Linked DNA regions of Gossypium hirsutum: region 1 is linked to region 2. The links are chromatin contacts, called in public Hi-C maps. All regions are on one chromosome and are shown on one strand. The core of a region is the stretch at or near the end of the contact, and the rest is flanking DNA. Distances in the headings are between cores, read along the strand shown. Region 1 holds the start of LOC107961887 (thioredoxin-like 1-1, chloroplastic). Region 2 has its middle 45 kb from the start of LOC121223903.

The links. Hi-C and Micro-C count contacts between places; a contact is called where the count stands out from the background.
Region 1: a Hi-C map of leaf shows a contact between it and region 2, with 1.8 times the contacts expected there. The contact joins the promoter of LOC107961887 here to the enhancer-like site in region 2. A contact is called at or near these places in 12 of 34 Hi-C or Micro-C datasets (anther, callus, fibers and 1 more).

What each region holds. Positions count from the first base shown.
Region 1 is chrD11:54,837,201-54,842,199 of Gossypium_hirsutum_v2.1, forward strand. It overlaps LOC107961887 (thioredoxin-like 1-1, chloroplastic), which reads right to left and starts at 1,578. Exons shown (of 4, transcript XM_016898050.2): 1 at 964-1,578; 2 at 434-613; 3 at 179-343. The coding sequence starts at 1,212. It overlaps LOC107963080 (U-box domain-containing protein 9), which reads right to left. Exons shown (of 2, transcript XM_041104147.1): 2 at 4,161-4,999. The coding sequence ends at 4,643.
Region 2 is chrD11:54,784,097-54,789,276 of Gossypium_hirsutum_v2.1, forward strand. No RefSeq gene overlaps it. Among protein-coding and RNA genes, the nearest start is that of LOC121223903, 45 kb to the right of the region's middle. Within about 2 kb of position 3,020, at least 2 of the 9 cell types and tissues checked have an H3K27ac peak or open chromatin away from gene starts, as enhancers often do. A contact at or near this core is called in leaf, where this site is marked.

The DNA.
Region 1 (4,999 bases), core at 328-2,827, 52 kb after region 2:
CATTGAAGGAGCAAAACTAGCAGAGCCTCATCAATAACACAAGCAACTGATAACTAAGATGCACCATGGTCATCAAAATCAAATGATCCAAAGGGACCAGTGGGTTTATTTCATTCTAATTACTAAAACGTATCTGATAAATTTTGCATCACAAGGGAGGGATAGAAACAAGACTAACCGTGGCATTGGTGCAGCTAAAGCTGCATAGACGACCCTGAGCTCCTCTATAGAACCTAAAGAAAGGCAACACATGTACATTAAGGCTATAACACATGGATTTATGCTCCTCATAGTTCACCTTAAGGAACTGCACATCCGGATTCATCTCTGCCAATTGGCAAATCTGGAAAATCCCAACATCCAAATTCACCATTAGCACAACTATGCAAAAGAAAATAGATAAAAAAAACTTCAAAAGTCTATATTATTATACCTTGGGATGAAGAGCCTTGCAGCCACCACAACCAGGAGAGAAGAAATCCACTATAACAAGTTTATCCCCAGCATTCAAAAGTGAGTCCACCAGGTCTTGTGCAGATGTCACTTCTTTCATATTTGGTTGATTCCCCTTCTCCCACCACTTTTGAGTTTTACCAATAAGCCCAGTTTGCATCTAATTTCGTTGAACAATACCAGAAAATAAAAGAGAGAAACCAATTAGAATGTTTCGTTTTGATCCTCAGCAACAGATCAAAGTACAGGGAAAAAGGACTGTTAAACATAAAAAATCATACTAAATAACCCTTCCAAAAAAGGAAAAATCTATTTGGTAATGGAAGTAAAATTTCTATATGAAGATTTGACCTTTGGCATGTGAAAACTAAACTAAGAACTACCTATAGCTAAAATTACAGAGAAATTCAAAATAAAAAAGTTCATAAAATAAATCAGAAAATACCCACACCTTTGGACCAGAAAAAGAGTTCTAAATTTTTCTTTTTAAAAAAAGTTAATTAAACCAACCTGTGCTTTAATGGGAACTCGACAGAACCTTCTCTCATTTAGACTTCTTTTCTCTAAAAAAACCACTCTTTGACCATTAAAACCACTCCTCAAAGCTTGAGGTTCCAACCTCAAAGAAGGAAAACTATTCTTTCTCAAACAAAACACAGAGATTCTCCTGGAAAACAAAGGAACGCCACCTTCTTGATGCTTCTTCTGACTATAGTTACAAGCTGTAAACAGATTTGACTTCCCCAAAACTTCAGCCATGCTTAATATTTCTATATTTTTTTTCTAACAACAAAAACAGAAATTCAGATTCAAAATTGAAACTCTAAGCTTTATTCCCGAACGGAGATTAAAATACCGAATATGAAAATGAAGCGTTTTTAAGCAAAAGTTGCTTCTTTTATCTTTCTCTTTCTTTGTTGGTTTTTTGAAGGTCTAAGGATGGACTTTAACCGTCGATCTGGTTTGTCTTGATGTGAATCTAACGCTTGATGATGTGTTGTGACTGGAAAATTTTCATGTCAAAACGTATTGGATAAGGTTCTTTGTCTTGCCTTTTTTTTTTTTTTAATATTGGTCGGTTTTTATGGTGGTAAGGAGATGTACGTGATAAGTGAATTTTGTGACACGTGGAATCAGACTTTAGATATTACAAAAGTAAAGGGCAGTTTCGGATATACAATGGATAAAAGGTAGGTTCTTTGACACGTCATTCATTACTTTTGTGGGCCAGCTTATTTTTAAAAAAAATTACATCAAAGGTCACTAAATTATTAGTAAATTTATGATTTGGTCACTTAACTTCAAAACGTTACAAAATGATCACTGAACTATTTGAAAGTTTTCATTTAAGTAACTTAACTATTTAAACATTTTTATTCAAATTAACGGGCTGTTATTTTTTTTTTAAAGTTCAGCTAGAGCGCTCTAAGCTACAATTCAAGAATCGATCTAGTGGATCAATACCATCGACGACTAGAAGAACATATCTTAGACCCAAATCGATTAATAGTTAATGTTAGAGAAAGAAGAAAGTTGTTTGGATTCTGGTTCACATATTTGTGATATTCAAAATTATTTCATGAAAATAATTGAACTATAGAAGAAAAGGGAAATGAAAGTTTTCAATTGGTGCAAGTGGTGTGACAGAGAAGGCCATACAACAACGATTTTAATAGCCTAGTGACTTAAATGAAAACTTTTGAATAGTTCAATGACCATTTTGTAACTTTTTGAAGTAGAGTAACCAAAATGTCAACTCATTAATAGTTTAGTGACCTTGAGTATAGTTTACCCGTTTTTTCTACTTATTTTCTTTTTCAACTTTTTTTGAGCTAATTGCACCATATATCCCCAAATTATAACCTTCATTCTAAATTGGTCTTGAAACTTTAGAATATTCTAATTACATCCCCCAAACTATTGAGATTATATCAATAATGTCCTTCTATTACTAAAACCACTAGTTTAACCATTAAATGAGATGTCAAATCTTATATGACATAGTTTAAATGAAAAGTTTAAAGAAAAATAGATGTTATAAACATCTTGGTTTTAAGGTTTCCAAAGCTTTTACAAAAGTTTTATTACTTACCTTTTATTTTCAGTTTTATTTTATTTTTAATTTTTACTGTACAATAATATTTTACTTTCTTTAATTTTCATTTTAAATCATATCACATAAGATTTTGACATGTCATTCCACGGTTAAATTAGTGGCTTTAACAATTGAAGGACTTAACTGATATAATATCAATAGTTTAGGGATATTATTAGAATATTATAAAGTTTGAGAACCAATTTAAAAATAAAATCATAGTTTTGAGATGTTTAATGTAATTAACTCATTTCTTTTTGAAAAGCAACCTTACCTTCTATTTTTCATTTTTATATGCTACTGTTATTTTATCTAATTTAACATTAATATTTTGTATAATAATTGAGATGGTATAAGATTCTTTTTTAACTTAATTATTTATTTTTATATAATTACGTATTTAAATATTTTATTGAGTTAGGAAATTTATTTACTTTCTGAATAAATTTATACATGATATAAAACTAGCTCCATTTGGGAGTCATTGAAATTAATAGGGGTAATTTAGTTATTTTACAATTTTAATAAGGGTAAATTAAGTGTTTTGAGAAAAAGTTAATTAGATTTTCAATTCAATAAATACTTTTATTGAGATTTTATTTTGGTTGAATAACTTTTATTGAGATTAAATATAGACAATACGGGAAAAATAAAATTTTAATTAATATTATTATTTATTAGTTTTTTAATCTATTTTCTATATAAAATCAGTTTTTAAGAGTTTAATCAAAATAAAGAATATTAATGTAATTAATGAATATTTTATTAAATCAATTTGTTCAAAACAATAATAATTTACATAGACGAAAATACTAAGGGTACTAGATTCAAAACTTATTCATTGATTTTTTTTCTTGGGTTAAAGTAATACCAATTACATATGATCTATTCTTGTCACAAATCAATCCTAAGTGACATAAAAATGTAAGGAAACACAACAGTTCTTACTCTAATGAACTCCTCTCGCCATTATAAACTTTAAGATGAGTTTAACCCTATTAATGTCATTTTTCCGTACAAGACTTGGTATTTGGTTTGCTGTGAACAAATATTTTTCGATTTACGCATGTTCCATTGTCCATACATTTATGAGACCTAACATTACTATATATCAAAGAGCTATTTGGAAACTCCAATATTTTTCCTTACAAGACTTGGTATTTAGTTTGCTGAGAACAAAAATTTTTCAGTCTACGTATGCTCTATTATCCATACATTTATGAAACCTGATGTTGGAGATCACGTTGGTGCACTTGCTGGTGCGAGACAAGAAATGAGTATAGCATGGGCCATTTAGATGACAAAGAGATGAGAGATGGAATGGTTAAGGAGATTTGAAAATGATGACAAAACCATAAATGTTGTTTATATTTTCACAGATCTTGACTGGGTAAATGATCACACTTATCATAGTTTCACAAGTGGTTTTATTCTTCATCCTCAAATAAATAACTTATCATTACCCACTCCTCCACTAAAATTGAATATCCAGTGATTGCATCTATCACATTTGAAATTCTTTGAGTTATGAATCAAGTAAAATATCTTAACCTTCTATTATTTAAAATCTTTTGGGACAATCACGGTGCGATATTTCACAATTAGCATCCAATGCAAAATAAAGCATCTTAAGGTGGATTTATATTTAGTTCGTGATCATGTTCAAAGAAAATTCGAACAACAAACGCAACTTACACAATTTGAACCCGTCACATCTGAAGTAATAAACACCCTTAACTATCAAGCCATCACATGGAGTTCTCTTTTTAAGTACAGAAAATGTATCAGTTCAATATTTGAACTCAAAGAAGACCATATTGCTGATATAAAGGGACTGACTTCCACAATTGATAGAATTTTTCTTTGCCCTTTGCTCATTTGGACCAAAAATTGCCTGATAATTGGTATATGGAAGTTCTGTATACACATGCCCTAGTTTTTTACGCTGGCAGCTGGTAACTGAGCTTGAATTTGTTTCAGAACAACAATGAAAATGTACAAGTATTGTTTCCCTATCAAGCAGCATATCAAGCTGGAAACAGCTTTATTTATTTATGCAATGATGCAACCGACCTTTAATTTCTGCAGGTGCCTTTAGACTAATCTCCTTGATTTCTTCTTCTCATCACCAAAAGAAGGTTTTTCTAACATAGACACATTAAACAGGATCTCGATGCATTTCTTTCTAGCAATTTCGGAAGCGGTATTTCTTTTGATATCAATCAAGTAATGAAAAGTATCAGGGTCCCCAAGTTCTTCAACGGCATCATTATGTGTAGATAGAACTGCAAGAACACCCAATAGCTCATCAACAAGTATACCCTCTTTGATCTTCTGTAGGATTATCTTCACTGCTCCTAATTTAGTAAACTTGTCTTGGTTCTCATATACTTTACAAAGGCTGCGTATTGCAGAGGCAGCTTCTTTTATTGCCAATGGATGTCCTACACA
Region 2 (5,180 bases), core at 1,770-4,269:
ATAATCTCATATGGTGTGATGGGCTGGTCAGAGATGGTATGTAGAGGATGGGGGTAGGATTTTGCATAACTGTACTGCCTATCTGATTCTGATATCTGTATCTAAAATGGACATGAGTCCGAATTTGTATCTGACTATGTATGAGATTTTTGTATGTATTGCATGCCTATTTCTGTTGGGTTACACACTGAGTCTACGAAAACTCATATCTGTTTGTCTGTTCTGTTAAGGTAATCCACAGACTTAGGAGGATCGGTGTGACGGAGCCTCACGGTGACCACAAGTTCGTAACTATTTAAGCTCATGGTTTTTTTATTTAATTAAGGATTTTTTTGGGAGTTTTATAATTTATGGACTCTTCGGACTGTTTGATTTTATTTTGGGATTTGGACTTCGTTTTTTCATTTTATTTGCGACGGATATCTAAAAAACATGGTTTTTACTAAAACAAAGGTTTTCCAAAATTACAAATGGGATTTCCAAAAATAACGTTTTCTATGACTTCCACTGTAAGTTATGTTTTGTCAAATAAACCAATTAAATTACGTTTTTGGCAATAGATATAAACGAATCTGAGTTATAAAACTGAAATGATTTACCGTAACGACCCCGTTTTTCAAAACCCTTCTTTGTGACATCTCTAGATTCAACCATAACGTCTAGACTGGGTTTGGGGTGTTACAATAATACTTATACCAATCAAGCTAAGACTTAATAGGAAAGTCTACTATTTAATTAAATTGTGTTATTGATAAGTTTGATTTTTTTTATTATCAAAAACTAATGAAAGCTTTGGAGGCACTCGTAGTCTGTTATCTTGCCTCTTTCCTTAATGATTTCGATGTCCAATGTTAACATATTGAAGGAGGAGTTTGACGTCTTCAAAAACTGATTAAAACTTCCATCCTGTTTCGGTGCGTCTATGAATGATATTAATCCATTTCTTATTATAATCCAACTGCCAAAAAGAAGCAATATCGTAGTATTTAAGTAAAAGAACAAATTTGAAGGTACAAAAAGACAACAGTTGGAAGCCGCTAAAATTTTGAGCAATGATAGCTCTTTCAATCATACTATTATGCCGATTCTGAACAATAGAAACCATTATGGTGATCAACTTGATTATGCCTGTCGGTGTTAATAAAGTTGTTAAGGATATTGCAATATACGAATATTTTGCTTTACGCCCAAAAAATATCCACTACTAAACCAACAACATAGCTACCAATTTAAGAGCAGCCAATCTTTAGGTTATTGCAACACTTCTAAAGCCTAAAGAAGCCTAATCAGTCCTAAGATGATTGCAGCTATTTATAGTATCCAATAAACTAATTAATTTAACTGAAATAATTCTCCCATTATTTAAGATAAAAATCAATTTACAACATTATCTTCATCCATGAATGAGATTAAAACAAATCTCAACCTAAATAATAATAAGATTAAGGGAATATTTGGTTCACGGAATATAAGATTATCTTTATAGTAATAGGATGAGGGGTGAAGTCAAAAAAAGTTTTGAGAGGGTCGCAATTGAGTTATATATTTTTACAAGAGCAAAATTATAATTTTACTATTTTAATAGCCTATACTTTTATAATTTTTAAAAGATTAAATCAGAATTTCTCTTTTTAGGGGACTAAAGTACAATTTTATCATATACTAATTTAAAATTTTATAATTTATAAAAGGATCAAAGGTGAAAATTTTTATTTTAGGGAGGTCAGGGCCACTACCCGCTTTCCTTAGCTCCACCCCTGAATAGAATTACTAGAATGTAGGATTACTTATCACATTACCAGATATATTATATTACTTTTTTTTAGCTCGTATAACTGGAATATAAAATTTTGTTGTTTGGTTGACAAAATGTAAAATTATCTAAAAACACATTTTATTAAATTATCCTTGTAAAATTTGCTTATATTTTTATTCTTTACTACACAATGGTTTAAGCTTATAGTATTTTATTTTACTAATAAATTAATGCATTTTGTTCCTTTTAAATAAATAAACTAAAATTGAGGAAGAGCAATAAGTAGTTAAGGCTTCTATTTGGTCACGAAAAAAAAGAAAGAAAGAAAATGTTTTTATATTAAAACACTTTTTAAGGATTTTACAAGTAAATTACAAGTTGTAAATAATACAATATTTAATCAACTAGAAGCAGAATTAACTCAATGCAAACAACAACATATTGAAAATCAAAATATATCTGAACTTAGACCAAAATAACTCTAAATAGAACTTACACATGATGAAACTTAAACCCAAAATAATTTTAAAAAGAACCCGCACAAGTATAACAAAATTCAAACCTAGAAATCAAGATTCTAATACCTCAACCTTGTCAGCAAATCCAAAATATCCTTAAATATTAAGTCATGTTATTGTTATAGTTTTAGGGCAAAATTGACCAAATTTATAAAATAAAATAAAAAAAAGAATGGTAGCATATTATAAATTTAACATTATAATCACAACGAAATAGACAAAATATATATAACAAATAAAATATTTTTTTTTTCTCAACTTATAATAAATATAATTAAAATGTTACTTGAAAATATATATCAAATAACCGAAGAAATTAATTCATTAATTTTTTATTATTTGGTTTAGTTTAAGCAAAATGAAATAAAGTTAAAAATCTCAAATTATCATGAGAATCTAATATATATTGCTTTAAGGAATATGTGGTATTGTATTTCGTAATCTTTTAACATTAATGGAAATATAAGATGATGAGAAAACCCAAGGATCTAAAATTACTTAAACCAAACATTAGGCCCCTTAACTAATGTTTATAAATATTTGTTTCTTTTTTGGAATTTTTTACTAAATTAAATATTTATATTTACACTTACATTTAATATGGACAATTTAGTTGGGATTAAAGCTGTCCCAACTCGGAGTAGAGAAAAGGATTTAACATGGTGATATAAATATTTACTAGCTGAGCATGGGATAGTGAAAGAAGGGGACAGAAGTGAAGAAACCTTATCACAAAATTCTACGACTACTGGGACCAAATATATAACATCTCCCGTTCAGCTAGCTGTCCTCATCACCTCGATCCTAGATAATTATTGTTACAATTTTTACCCCAAATATCAACATCATCCCCCATTTCAGCATTTTCATTTTCTATATATATATATATATGAGCCTCAGCTCATCAACCTCATCCCCCCTGATCTTCCTTTCACTCACTGTTTCGTCATCATCCTCCTTTTCTATTTCCTTTTGCCTTTTAATATATATGTAATTATGTTATATTCACCAGCAGCCTAGCGTTTAGGCCTAGAAAGGATGGTGTAGCCAAGGATGACTTGCCGACTCTTCCTCCTCCCATCATGATAAGTGGTCGTCGGCAGGTTGTCTTTGGCTACATTTTTCTTTCCGCTCCTCATGCTAGGCTTTTGGTGATTCTATCTCTATCTCAACATATTTATTACTGTTATCTAAAGGATCTCCAATCTACATAAATAGCTAGATTCATTACATAGAATTCAATTTATCCATCTCTTTTCATTCCAGAAGCTCTTTTATTTTATATACTCACTATATGTATAGGTGGTTATTTATTTTTAATATAAAATCATTAAATGGTGATTACTCCTCTCATCTCTTAATTATCTGGAATACATTTGTAATTTTTTTTTTAAATATATGTCAATAATGAATACCCAATCAAATATATACTAATATTATTTTGTTTGGTAAAGTTAAAAGAATTGTACGTGATTAATCTTTCATAATAAATTAATGTTTGATTGTTAGTTTGTTATACTTCATTGAATCAATTATAACCAAAGTTTTGGGTACCCATAGCTCTATATCAGGTCCTTTTCACCAAAAAATTGTGGGCTTGAAGAGTTTTCAGTGGAGCAGCCCAGGATAAGATGCTAAAACCCGACAATGTCTCAATCAAACTCAGGCTTTTAAAAATTTCATTTCTAATTCTAAAAGTGCTTTTAGAAGTAATATTATACTAAATAAGTTGTTTGAAGTTTAAATTTTTAATTTTTATTCTCCCAAAGAGTATTTTTGGTGCTTAATTATTTTTTCACCCCTCTAATAAAATAGTACTTTCTCCTTTTTTTTTGTTGATACTTAATTACAAATATGTTAAAATCATTAATTAAAAATAAAAACAATATTTTTTAAAATATTAATTACAAATATTTAATGGTTATATTTAAATATTTAAAATATAGTTTATATATTCTAATTAAATTTTATAAATATTTATTATTTATTGCTTAAAAATATTTAAAATTTATATTTTATAAATTAAATTATTAACAACAAGTTATAATTTTTTTATATTCTTACTAAAATATAATAATATTAACTAATTTAAATATTATTTAAATACATATTTATTACTTGATAATAACATGTCTAAAATGGACATATTATTTCTGAAAAGCACTTTTTGACATTAATGCTCACTCAAATTTTAAATCAAATTTCTCAAAACCACTTTTTCACTGCACCTCTCAAAAACAATTTTCAAAAGTATTGCTAAACTAACCCTCAGATGATTACGGTCACGAGGAGAATGTAGAGGTGCTCAAGAGTGATATTTTTTTTTTTTAGGATTTAAACTTTCATTTTATTATTTAAAATATATTACTTTTATATTATAGATTCCTAGGTTTAAGATCTCCATAATCAAATCAGAGGTTAGGCTGAGTTCCGTTGGATGGAATTTTTTCAAATTTTCAATTATATATTATAATTCAGTTCTAAATTTAGGTTTCGGAGTTTTCAACTTATTTTTAACAAATTGAGTCACTTTCTGAAATTAGTAAAATTTTAAATTTGTTTTTAATAAAAATTATAGTTTTATTTTAATATAATATAGTAATTTTTTATCAAAAGACGAAATGGTTATTCATTTACATATTTTTAAAATATTTTCTTAATTTTGTTATTAATTATTACAATTTTAATTGCATAAAATCATTAAATATATTTTACATAAAAGAAAAATAACTCAATTTTTTCTCTAGAAAATGTCATCAACTTATTGCATCAATTATTTATTTTATTTCAATTTCCAAATAGATATTTTTCTACTTTCATTTTTTATGATAAAATACTATTAATATATGTTTAAATTAAACGAAACACCCTTTACCCGATTTAATGGTCTAGTCGGACAATAAGTA